3 separate regions of the Rattus norvegicus genome follow, and regions 1 and 3 are each linked to region 2. A link is a contact called in public Hi-C data. All regions are on one chromosome and are shown on one strand. Each heading gives the region's core, a stretch centred on a gene start, on an enhancer-like site or on the middle of the called end of the contact. The rest is flanking DNA. Distances are from core to core; before and after follow the strand shown. Region 1 has its middle 20 kb from the start of Ublcp1. Region 2 overlaps Adra1b (adrenoceptor alpha 1B). Region 3 has its middle 74 kb from the start of Il12b.

Region 1 (3,734 bases), core at 877-3,376, 690 kb before region 2:
GACACATACCTTGCAAATAGTAGCACCTTGGTTTTCTAAGAAGCTTAAAATGTGTTCCACTTTAATGTGCACGGGTATGCGTGAAGGTGTGTGCATTACAGTGCAGATGGCTGGGGAAGGCGTCTGATTCCTTGCCATTGGAGTTCCTTGGAATTGTGATCTGCCTGACATGGGTGTTAGGAACCAAATAGGAGTCTTCTGCAAGAGCAGTGTGTGTTCTTGTCTACGAGCCATTTCTCCATCCCTGTAGTTTTATTTACCAACTTGATACACTCTAGAGTCATCTGGGAAGAGTCTCAGCGAGGGACCGTCCTGATCAGGTTGGCCTGTAGGCTTGTGTGACATGGGGTTGTTCACAGTTGATTGATGTAGGGAGACCCACATGACATCATTCCCTGGCGTTCAGTCCTGGAACAGTTATGTGTGTGGTGGGAGTTGCGGGTGTGGGCTGAGCATGAGAAGCATGTGTGTATTCACTGTCTCTGCTCTTGACTGAGTGAGAGCAGCTGCTTCACGTTCCCGTATTGGTTTCCCCAGGATGGTGAGTTATAACCTGGAACTGTGGCCGGATAAACCGTCTCTTCCTTAAAATTGCTTTTGTCACGATGCTTAACCACAGCATCAGAGGTAAAGCTGGGGCCCTGAGACAGGCAGTTTGTTAAGAGGTTTATTTAATTCACAGTTTGAGAGAGAGCCTGAAAGTCCATGGGTGCAGTCCTCGGAGAGCTCTTCCTGATTCTATCCAACTACCGTGGCCAGCAGTGATAAGACTATGCCCGAAAATTTCACACTGTCAGAGCAGGAAGCCAGAAGAGAGTGGCTTACCGTGATGCCTTCCAAGAGCACACGCAGGTCAGCTGGGGTTTAGATCAGGTGTGGCGTCCTTGACCAGCATGTGTAAGGCTTCTGGTTTGATCGATTATGTGTGTGTGTGTGTGTGTGTGTCTGTGTGTGTGTGTATTTTATTTTTATTTTTTATTTATTTATTTTTTTAAGAAGTAAAAGGCTGCGACCAGTCTGGGGACTACAGATTGTATTCAGATGAAAGCCTTTTAATGTAAGCAGAGGAGAGTGCATTTCTTCATTCTGTTATTTAATTTCCCAATTACTATTGAGCTATCATGATGGACTGAGGCGCTAAGAATTCAGTGGGAGCAAGAGGTTGAGATCCTGCCCCAGGAGCAAGTGTCTACACACATGCCCGGGAAATACTGCCCTCCCATATTTCTCACGCTGTCAGTCAATATGGAGAGCAGAAAGCTCAGTGTATCCAAGTCTCACCGCCATCTGTGACTGCTATCCTCTCTCTGTCCAGAGTCCTGACATCAGGTGTCCATAGGCGCAGCCATGCATCATGTGGCAAAGCAAATTCAGGAAGAAGTGCCCTGTTAATTCTCCCCCTGGAAATGCTGTCGCCAGAGCACTGCTCTCCATGGGTCATACACGAGCAGCTGAGAACAAGCGGTCCATCCACAGAGCATCATGCATGCGATGCGTTCTTTCTCCTGGGTGTTCCTGTCGCCTCCTCCCTAGGCTCTAATGAAAGCTCCAGTGTGTCCCCTAATCCTGGCTCTGTTGTCCCCGGGAGTCAGCATCTCTTACAAATAGACGGAAAGGTGCTTCATGACAAGCAAATCCTTCAGGGCATACTTGACTATAAGATTTATGACATTTCAGTCAAAGCAAATATAAAGAAAATAAGTTTAAATGGCCAGAGGAGGACAGTGCACAATTTGAAAAGTCTTGCAACATTTTCCAAAGGATGTAGTTTATAAATGTTTCTTTATAGGAAGATTTCTTCATATTTGTGTGTATGACCATTTGCTTGTATGTATGTATGTATGTATGTATGTATGTATGTGTGTGTGTGTATGTATGTATGTATATATATACATTGTGTACATGTAGGAGACAATGGCGGGCAGGAGAGGGCATCCAATTTTCTGGAACTGCATTTAGGGATTGTTGTGAGCTTCTGGGCAGGTATTTGGAACCGAACCTGAGTCCTTTGCAAGAGTGGTACGTGCTGCTAACTGCTGAGGCGTCTCTATCACCCACAGTTACTCTTTTATTATCCCTTAGCTGGCTCGTTGCTAAAACAAACAAAGCGCATCATTGTTTTAGTGAATCAGCCCAGTTAACGTGAGGCATAATTTTTGTTGTGGTTTGAATGTGAAGTGTGTAGATGTGTCCCCCAGGTTCACGTGGAGGGACATCTGGTCTCCAGCCGGAGGCAGGCCTTGAAGTGGGTACTACCTGGAGGAAGTGGGACACGGACAGCAGGCCTTGAGGTTTCTTAGCTCCACCAAGTTTCTGTCCCCTTTCTATTTTTAACTGCTGATGCTGTGTGACCGGCCAGCTCATCTTCCTACCACCATCCCTGCCTGTCACGGTGGGCTGGATCCTGAAGACCTATGAGCCAACTAAATTTTTAAATACTTTCTTGTCATTATGAGATTATAATTAATGGGGGAGTAACTAGCAAGCGCTCTCTCTTTGGGACAGGACCTCACTGTGTAGCTCAGGCTGGCACTGCTGTCTCAGCCCTCTGCAGACTCACGAACGCCCAGCAGAGCTAAGGTTATGCAGATCTGGTCAGAGTGAAAATCTGTAATAACTTTTGCTCACCCATCTTGAAGTCCACACTGGCCCTTCTGCAACAAAGACAGGTTAGCAAAAAGAAAAGCACAACACATTTATGTATATTAAGATTTATTTAAACATTTACATTTTTTATTTCATGCTTTAAGGTTTTATTTTATTTTTTAAACATTTTTGTTTATGTATGAGTGTACACCAGAAGAAGGTGTCCTATCCCATTACATTGTGAGCCACCATGTGGTTGCTGGGAATCGAACTCAGGACCTCTGGAAGAGCTGTCAGTGCTTTTAACCGCTGAGCCATCTCTCCAGCCAATGCTTTGAGGTTTTAATATAATTACATCATTTCCTACCTTCCCTCCCTCCAAACCCTCTCATATACCATCTTGATCTCTTTCAAATTCATAGCCTCTTTATTCATGAATTGTTTTATTCTCTCTCTCTCTCTCTCTCTCTCTCTCTCTCTCTCTCTCTCTCACACACACACACACACACACACACACACGCAATCTGCTCAGACTTATTGATGTTACTTGACCATATATTTCCAGGGTTGACCATCTGTTATTAGATAACCATTTGGTGTGTTCTTCCATGAAGAAGACTATTTCTCCTGCTCCCAGCATTCCTTAGTTGCCCGCAGTTCTTCCTTATGGCTGAGGCTTCCTGGGCTTTCTGTCCTCTATGTTAACATGTCTGCTAGTGTCCTTGTTCAGCTCATGTTTAGGCAATCACACTGGTGAGACTTTATGAATTTATTTTAACAACATTTTACACAGCCCAGGAACTTTCAGAAATAAAGACCCCATGACTCGTGAAAAATATATGAAAAATGACCAAATGAACACTCCATAGAAACACAGCTGCATAAGAGGTAAGCCATGAAGCTGGGCGTGGTGCCATGCACCTTTTATCTCAGGACTCAGGGCAGAGGTAGGCATATCTGTAAGTTCCAGGCTAGCCTGGTCTAAAACGAGAGTTCCAGGACAGCCAGGGCTGTTACACAGAGAAACCCTGTCTCGAAAAACAAAAATAAAAACAACAAAACAAAAAGGAAGTAGTGAGCTACGATCTAACGGAAATGAACTGGGGTGAGTCCATCAAGACTGTTTGTTCAAACTCACCTTACTCCTC
Region 2 (4,344 bases), core at 1,787-4,286:
TCATTCATTCATTCATTCATTCATTCATTCATTCATTTGTAAATCTGAAACTCACTATGGAACCAGGCTAGCCTTGAACTCTCAGAGATCCATACCTTTGTCTCCCAAATGCTGGGATTAAAAGTGAACATAATACCTGGTTCTTTTTTTTTTTTTTTTTTTTTTTTTTTTTTCTTTTAAGAGCATCGCGGCCCCTCCCTGTGCGCTCTGGCCGGGCTTCTTCTTCTTCTTTTTTTTTTAAATGTGTGTCTATATGTGTATCTGTGTGAGTGCATATGCATATGCTCACAGAGGCCAGAAGAGCATGTCAGCTCCCTTAGAGCTACAGACACAGACAATTGGAAATTTCTCCATGGGAGTGCTGGGATCCAAACTCTGGTCTTTGGGATAAAGCCGCAATGCCTCGAAACCAATGAACATATGTCCTAGCCCCGGGGTAATTCATTCATTTCAAATGAGAAAGGCTAGCCATTCAGGATAGAAAATCACCTGGGACGAGGCCTGGGGGAAGGAAAACTACCTACCGTAGAGCACAGCTTAGTAGGGGACTGAGTAGAGATTGTACTAACTAACTGCTGTCTGTCTTTCTGTCTGCACCCCTGCAGGCTCCCTGTTCTCCACCCTAAAGCCCCCGGACGCCGTGTTCAAGGTGGTGTTCTGGCTGGGCTACTTCAACAGCTGCCTCAATCCCATCATCTACCCGTGCTCCAGCAAGGAGTTCAAGCGCGCCTTCATGCGTATCCTTGGGTGCCAGTGCCGCGGTGGCCGCCGCCGCCGCCGCCGTCGCCGTCTAGGCGGCTGCGCTTACACCTACCGGCCGTGGACCCGCGGCGGCTCGCTGGAGAGATCACAGTCGCGGAAGGACTCTCTGGATGACAGCGGCAGCTGCATGAGCGGCAGCCAGAGGACCCTGCCCTCGGCGTCGCCCAGCCCGGGCTACCTGGGTCGAGGAACGCAGCCACCCGTGGAGCTGTGCGCCTTCCCCGAGTGGAAACCCGGGGCGCTGCTCAGCTTGCCAGAGCCTCCTGGCCGCCGCGGCCGTCTCGACTCTGGGCCACTCTTCACCTTCAAGCTCCTGGGCGATCCTGAGAGCCCGGGAACCGAAGGCGACACCAGCAACGGGGGCTGCGACACCACGACCGACCTGGCCAACGGGCAGCCCGGCTTCAAGAGCAACATGCCCCTGGCGCCCGGGCACTTTTAGGGTCCCTTTTCATCCTCCCCCTCAACACACTCACACATCGGGGTGGGGGAGAACACCATCGTAGGGGCGGGAGGGCGCGTGGGGGGAGTGTCAGCCCTAGGTAGACACAGGGTCGCAAGGGGACAAGGGGGGAGGGGGGCGGGGAGAGGGGCAGCTGCTTTTCTGGCAGGGGCATGGGTGCCAGGTACAGCGAAGAGCTGGGCTGAGCATGCTGAGAGCGTGGGGGGCCCCCCCGACGCCGGCCGGGACTTAAGTCTCTCTCTCTTCTCTCTCTGTATATACATAAAATGAGTTCCTCTATTCGTATTTATCTGTGGGTACACGTGCGTGTGTCTGTTCGGTGTACGTGTGGGCTGCATGGGTGTGAGTGTGAGGCCTGCCCGCACGCGCGTGCCGGGGCAGAGCGAGTGCGCCCCCTGGTGACGTCCAGGTGTGTTGTTTGTCTCTTGACTTTGTACCTCTCAAGCCCCTCCCTGTTCTCTAGTCAATGCTGGCACTTTGATAGGATCGGAAAACAAGTCAGATATTAAAGATCATTTCTCCTGTGCGACTTTGAGTGATTTGTGAAGGAGAGCCTTGCCCTTCCTCTTCCTTCAGGTCCAATCAAATCCTAGGACTTTTCTTTGGGGGCAGACAAGGGAACTACTATTATTCGTGACATTCTTAGTATTGTCATATTTATTATTACAATTATATTTATTATTTTATATATTTATGACGAGGTGAGCAGGTGCCACAACCGATGTGGAAGCCAGAGACAACTTGCAGGAGTCAATAGCACAAAAACTATAGACAAAACCATTCCAAAGGTACGTACACACACACACACACACACACACACACACACACACACACATTTGCAGACAGTTTAGGATCCCTTATCTAGGATCTCCTGAATTAATCACATGGGAGGTACAAGTATCATAAGCCAAACCAGAATTATCTCAGCCAAGTCTTGGTTTTTATAGATGGGTGACTGAGGTTAAGAATTTGGCAAGGGCCAGGGAGACCACTGAGTGGGTAAAGGTGTTCCCTGCCAAGCCTGAGGACCTGAGTTCGATCTCTGGGACACACAAGGTAAAGCAGAGGACCGACTCTTGCAAGTTATCCTCTGACCTCTTCTCATGCACGTGGTTCATGTGTACACACACACACACACACACACACACACACACACACACTTCTTTTGCTTGTGTCTCCAGGACTGTGTGTTTCCCTGCCGCAACTGATAACATTCTCCCAAATGCCTCTTCTTGTTCCTCCTAGAATAGGAGACCTATTAAGGGCCGGGAGGGAATGCTTAGACCTTAGTTCCAGGGAAGAAGAAATAACTTGGGTCCTCCAAAACTACTTTATTGGCAATGGAAACCTTGTTTCGAATTATTCTTACACGGAATCCTGATACAAATTAGCAAGAGCACATAGAGAGGACAGAGGCTGGCTGTCTCCCTTCCTCTTCCCTTCAGTTCCTTCCCAGGCCTGTCCAAGTCACCCTGGGAACTCACGGGTCTGGTAGAGAGAAAGCAAATTGGAGCAGCAGGGTCTGGGGTCAAGTCCTAGCTCTGCATGGCGTCGGGCACTTCATCTTGCTGCCCCTGCCCTTGTTTCTCACCTCACAAATCGATGTGATCCTGCAGCCCACTGAGAAGTAGCAAGGTTCTCTGAGGTTGTTCCCCAGTGTAAACACCGGCGTGTGCAGACGTCTGGACAGATTCGACTTATAATTCTGATCTTGGAAATCTGAAACCACAGGCACCAAAAGCATTTCCTGTGCCGCTTGGATAGTTAGTTCATCGGTTTCTGGTATCTGAGGTCACCCAGGACTGGGGGCGGGGGAGCAGGGGGGTTGGAGTGGGGGTGTTGGGGAAAGGTAGCAGCTGCCTGCCTCCTTCCAGAGTGAGCATTGGCCAAGTAGTAGCCATCACCCCGCCTCCCCTCCCCAGAGAGTACTGGACTCCAGATCAGCCTCAAGGCCAAGCCAGCATGGTACTGACCTCTCCATGTCCCTCACTGTGTCCAGGCCCAGGAAGGCCAGGCTTTACCAGAAGCTCTGGAGATAGGCAGGTCTGTCTGATGTGAACTCCAGCCTAGCGCAGAGCAGGGCCACACTACGCTCTCCGTCCACCCAGGTACTGCTGCATCATCGTTCACTGCTCAGACAAATCTGCTCAGACTGCTCAGAGTAAATCCTGTCAATCCAAGTAAAGGGGCGAGTGGCTTGACAAGCTGGATTGATGGATCTCCCTCCAGACCCGGGATCAAATCCCACTCCCGCCACTCAGCAGCTCGTCACGTTCAGCAACTTGTGTCACACAAGCCTAACCTCGGTTTCTTTTACTCTGAAAAAAAAATAATGGCGTGAACTTTTAACGCCGAGAAGATGAAAGGAGATGGTGACGGTTGAATGTTGGCATAATGTAGAAGACCACCATGCCAGACACTGATGAACAGTCAGCAAATAGCAGTTGTGGGTAGAAGCGATGATTATCCAGTTGTCTACATGGAGATATGAAATTTAGAAAATCTGAATACGCAGACCAAAAGAGCTTCAACCTGTTCGTAGATTTCAGAGCCCTGAACCTCAGGATTCACTTCTTTCCAGGAATTCTTTTGTTTTTTTTTTTGTTTGTTTGTTTGTTTGTTTGTTTTTTCTCTTTCTTGAAATAAGTCTTGTTAGATGTCCAGGAGCATCCTCCTGCCTCAGCCTCCCAAGCACTCACCGTATAGGTGCACGTGCTTATCACAGAGTTACAGAACACCGAGAGTCAGATCTGGTACCTTCTTTCTGCAACCTCAGGGGGTTGAGGCTAGCTTGAGGGCCAGACTGGGCTGCACGGTTTTAGGCAGCCTTAGCTGCAAGTGTGATCCTGTCATAAGACAAATCGAAAAGAATATGGTTTCCTGACACCCAAGGAAAGATTATTAAAGAGATCAGGACAAAATAAAAATAAGATTTTAAAAGATTAATAAAAGCTGGGCTGGTATAGCACACCTATAATCCCTCTAAGCATTTGAAAGGTGAAGCAGGAGGATCAGGAGTTCACAGCCAGCCTCTGCAACCCTGGGCTACATAAGACCCTTTCTCAAGATAATCTATCTTTTTTTTAGTTAATAAAGCACTGCAGGTAGGCTGAAGAGGT
Region 3 (4,033 bases), core at 412-2,911, 560 kb before region 2:
TCAGACACACCTGAGTCAACAGGCAGTTGAAATATGAGGCTGAGAGAGAGGAAAGAACTGGAGCTGCTGGATGAACTATTTTTCTGTTGCAATGATAAAACACGGTGACCGAGGCAACTTCCAGAAGAATTAACTTATTTCGGCCTATGGTTTTAGAGGGAAAAGAGTCTATTATAGTTGGAAGGCAAGACAAGAAGGCAGGCATGGGCAGCAGAGTCTGGAAGTTGAGAGCTCATGTCAAGTAGAAGCACATAGCCGAGAGCAAACTGAAGTGGTATGAGGCTTTAAACCTCAAAATCCACCTGCAGTGACGTACCTCCTTCAGCAAGAATACACACCATCTAGACCCCCCTCAACAGTGCCACCATCTGGGAACAAAATTCTCAAATATGTGAGTCTATAGGGTACATTCTCATTCAATTCACCATGGATGTAAAAAGACAAAGATCAGGGATGGCTTCCTGGAGGAAGTAACTGACTGCATGAAGAGTTTGGGGGATATTTAATTCCTTAAGGAAGAGTTGAGGCAAACCTGGTTCTCAGAAGAAGGGAGTATGTATACTAGGGCTCACATCTGTAGGTGGGGGAGAGGTGAAGTGTGAACTATTAGTGTGCTCAACCTGTCACAACAACCTAAGTGTTTACTTATGACTCTAAAAGCTAAAAGTTCAAGACAATGATGTGGGTAGTTTCTTTGGAGATCTTTCATTTTGCTACCGTCTTCTCTTGTCTTCTGTGACTGTGCCCCAATCTATTTTATTTTATTTTATTTTTATTTTATTTTATTTTATTTTATTTTATTTTATTTTATTTTATTTTATTTTATAAGAGTACCAGTTTTCTTGGAGGATAACCCATCTAAATGGTCTTACTTTGACCTAGTTGTCTCTTTAAATTGTCTGTTTCCGAATACAGCTATGTTCTGAGGTGCCAAGGTTGGGCATGTAAGAGTTGGAGGAATGCAGCTCAGCCTGTAAAGGATGAGTAGTGGCTTAGTCAGCGGTGAGGGTAGCCCTCATCTGGAGTCACTAAAGAGTCCCAAGAGAACAGCAGGGCTCCTGGTCCCTTCCACAGAGTCCCTAGGGCAGGAAGGAAAAGTTAGAGATGGCCTGAGAGATGGATTTAGAGGTTGTTGGGCTGAGGCAGATATGAGAAGGTTGAAGCACAAGACATTCTGATAGAGCACCTACTGGGGCAAGTCAGAGCCTGTGGGTGCTCCATGGAAAACTTCACAGAGATTTCGATCTGATGTAGTAAGGGTCCATGGTAGGTCTCTGTGCTGGTTTGATGGGCCTGGGGTGCAATATAGCCAGGTTGCCCCCATTGGAAGCAGTCTGGGTTGGGGACACGGATGGGAACTTATCTGCTGTGGGTGATTTGGGGAGCCTTGGGTTGAATGAGGAAGGAGACTAGCCGTGAGGTTTGCTAGGGAGCTTACAGTGCTTCATACTGACACTGGAGATGTGTGTACCAAATGACTAACACCTCCGCTTCATGGTAGGAAGCTCAGTTAATTATCTAGTCGATGGTCTCTTGTCTGAGGAGCCTTTGGGGTCTGGGAATGGTAAGGAACTTTGGGTATCTTGGGTGTTTATTCCCTTCCCAAGATCTGAGGGAGTTTAATCAGTCCTTGTTGCCTGATGAGTCACTAAATGCCCTCTTAGATGAGTCACCTGAGGCCCCCTCCAGGGAAGGACAGTGGAGCTCTTGGAGGAAGAACAAGCACATGCTTATTTATCTGAGGAAGAGAGAAGAGGGACGTGTTTTCCTAGCCAGTGAGAGCCCCCAGTGTTCTGTCGCAGTGTCCTGACACAGGCATGTATTGTGACATCAATGGATGGAGAGCGCCAACTGGGCTTGAGGGTGTATGATGTGTACTTTTAGTTGTGGTTACAGATTTGTCTTTGAAAATGTCTTTGTTGTGCTGCTTTCAGAAAGACAGCAGCTGACATTTATAGAATCCTCAGTAGCTTCCAGACAATGCACAAAGCACCTGACGTGCATTGTCTTGATTCATCTCTTCAGGCAAGCACCTGGGTTTCTCCAGAAATATCAAAGCACAGAGAAATAAAGCTTTGCCCAAGGTTGGACAGTTTCTAAGCTGCAAGGGCCAAGGTGGAGCCCGGCAGGCAGATGTCAGGACTCCCACAACCCATCACTACGCCATGTAGCTGCCTATGTGGTTGCCATCTTGTGTGTTGGCTCATGGAGGTGGTTTCATGGTCAAACACTCCTGGGTCTCATTCTAGATCCTCCAGTCACAGGTGACAAGATGAAAGGAACTGCATATTCATCTCTCTTCTTCGTTCTGTAGGATGGGATTGCAGTGCCTCCTAGATCAGAGTTTTGGGGTGAGTTTGGTGAGGATGAGTAGATAAAGATTGTAAATCACCTAGACCATTCTTGGAATGCTGAGAATGCTTGTTGTAGATGGTCTCTCCCCCAGATGACTGTATAAGTATCCGTCCCACCCCACACTGTCCCCTTTGTGCTGTTCGGTGGTGGCATTCCTTTCATAAGTACTTGATTTAGAGCCCCAACTCCTGAACCAAAGAACATCTTAGCAATTGCCTTAGCCAACAGAATGTGATAGATCCCTCTGACATGACCTCTGAGAGGAAGTGATTGAGAATCTGGGGACATGTCCCCAGGGAACCAGGAGGTGGAATGTGAAAAGTCTTTTGGCCCTATAACCATTGTGTTAGAGTTCATGAGGAGATCCCACAAAGGGTGACATCCAAAGAGAGCCAGCTCTTCTTGTCCTAGCCCTTTGCATCTTCCCTTCGTAGGCAGCATCTGGAGAGTAAAGCGCCTCATCCTGTCTGTCAGCCTCAGACCTAGCCCTAGCCTCAGCTTTAAGCCATCTCACATGATTCTGAATGGAGCAAAGATAAACATGCCCTACCAAGATTTCAGGTCTGCAAGCACATAGACCTTTCTGGGTCAAGCCTTTACATCTATGGGATTCTTTTTTATTAGTTCCTTGAGAATTCTGTATAATGTGTTTTGGTCACATTTACCTTCCCCTGCTCTGCCCAGATCTACATGCACTTCTCTCTCCCCTTGCCCATCTTTGTCCTTTTTTATTTTATTTTATTTTAAACATATCAAGTCTATTTGCATTGCTCGTAAGCTCTTGAAAGTGTGTCTATCCAGTGGGCATGACAAACCTATAAGGTTATAACCTTAAAGAAAACTGATGCTCTCTCTCCTAGGTATCAATTACCTAGAGCTCTCTGCTAGGGGCTGGATTTCATACCCATTTCCTGTCATTATGCTGGAATTTTATCTGACTTGAGCTTGCAAAGGTCTTGTGCCTACTGCCACAACAGCTGTGTCGTGCGTAAGTGCAGCTGTCCTATTGCGTTGAGTGATTTTTTTTTTTAATGCAGCACTGAGGCACAGTAAGAAAAAGGGATTCAGGTTCACACAGTACTAGGTAGGGGAACAAACAAAAGCGTACTCTACATATATTCAAAGCCTTTCCTTCAACCAGTGGGCAGTGTGGTCCTTGGCAAGGATCTCAGGCCCTCAATCATCTCATCGGTACGATATGGACTAACTTCTTCATCGGTATGATATGACTTTGGAAGGTTATGGAGACAGTAAAATAGAACAGTTCATCACTACTGCGTGGCAAAGCCCTACGGTTTGCCTATGTTGGGGTTTCAATTCAGTCTGACCCCAGGCTACAACCCATTAAACGAGAGTCCATGATATTCTCACCAATTCCTGAAATGTGTACCAGATAGGAACACCCAGGTCTACCTCAGTGCTCATGGTAGGGCATGATTTCTGGCCTCCTGTCTATTCTATGTTCCTTGGTGGGTGGTGCTCTGTGCTGCAGGCTGTATCATCACTTCTCTTTTATGAGCACAGCTCAAGATTATGTTGGCTTTTTTGGCAGTCACCTCATGGTGTTGACTCATCCTGAGTTGGCAGTGAAAACCCTGGAGTGTTTTTTACCACATGTGCTAGCATCCAGCTGCATTGGATTGGCACAGCCAGGGTTGGCACAGGGGGAGACTTAGGA

What was found. Hi-C and Micro-C count contacts between places; a contact is called where the count stands out from the background.
Region 1: a contact with region 2 is called in a Hi-C map of the A7r5 cell line, with 5 times the contacts expected there. The contact joins two enhancer-like sites. A contact is called at or near these places in 12 of 12 Hi-C or Micro-C datasets (the A7r5 cell line, the Rat2 cell line, Schwann cells and 7 more).
Region 3: a contact with region 2 is called in a Hi-C map of the A7r5 cell line, with 4 times the contacts expected there. The contact joins two enhancer-like sites. A contact is called at or near these places in 11 of 12 Hi-C or Micro-C datasets (the A7r5 cell line, the Rat2 cell line, Schwann cells and 6 more) and 1 of 1 datasets of contacts at active chromatin or transcription factors (oligodendrocytes).

Annotation. Positions count from the first base shown.
Region 1 is chr10:29,440,598-29,444,331 of GRCr8, reverse strand. No RefSeq gene overlaps it. Among named protein-coding and RNA genes, the nearest start is that of Ublcp1, 20 kb to the left of the region's middle. Within about 2 kb of position 2,126, at least 4 of the 93 cell types and tissues checked have an H3K27ac peak or open chromatin away from gene starts, as enhancers often do. A contact at or near this core is called in the A7r5 cell line, where this site is marked.
Region 2 is chr10:28,753,868-28,758,211 of GRCr8, reverse strand. It overlaps Adra1b (adrenoceptor alpha 1B), which reads left to right. Exons shown (of 2, transcript NM_016991.2): 2 at 606-1,751. The coding sequence ends at 1,204. Among named protein-coding and RNA genes, the nearest start is that of Ttc1, 27 kb to the right of the region's middle. Within about 2 kb of position 3,036, at least 4 of the 93 cell types and tissues checked have an H3K27ac peak or open chromatin away from gene starts, as enhancers often do. A contact at or near this core is called in the A7r5 cell line, where this site is marked.
Region 3 is chr10:29,314,174-29,318,206 of GRCr8, reverse strand. No RefSeq gene overlaps it. Among named protein-coding and RNA genes, the nearest start is that of Il12b, 74 kb to the left of the region's middle. Within about 2 kb of position 1,661, at least 3 of the 93 cell types and tissues checked have an H3K27ac peak or open chromatin away from gene starts, as enhancers often do. A contact at or near this core is called in the A7r5 cell line, where this site is marked.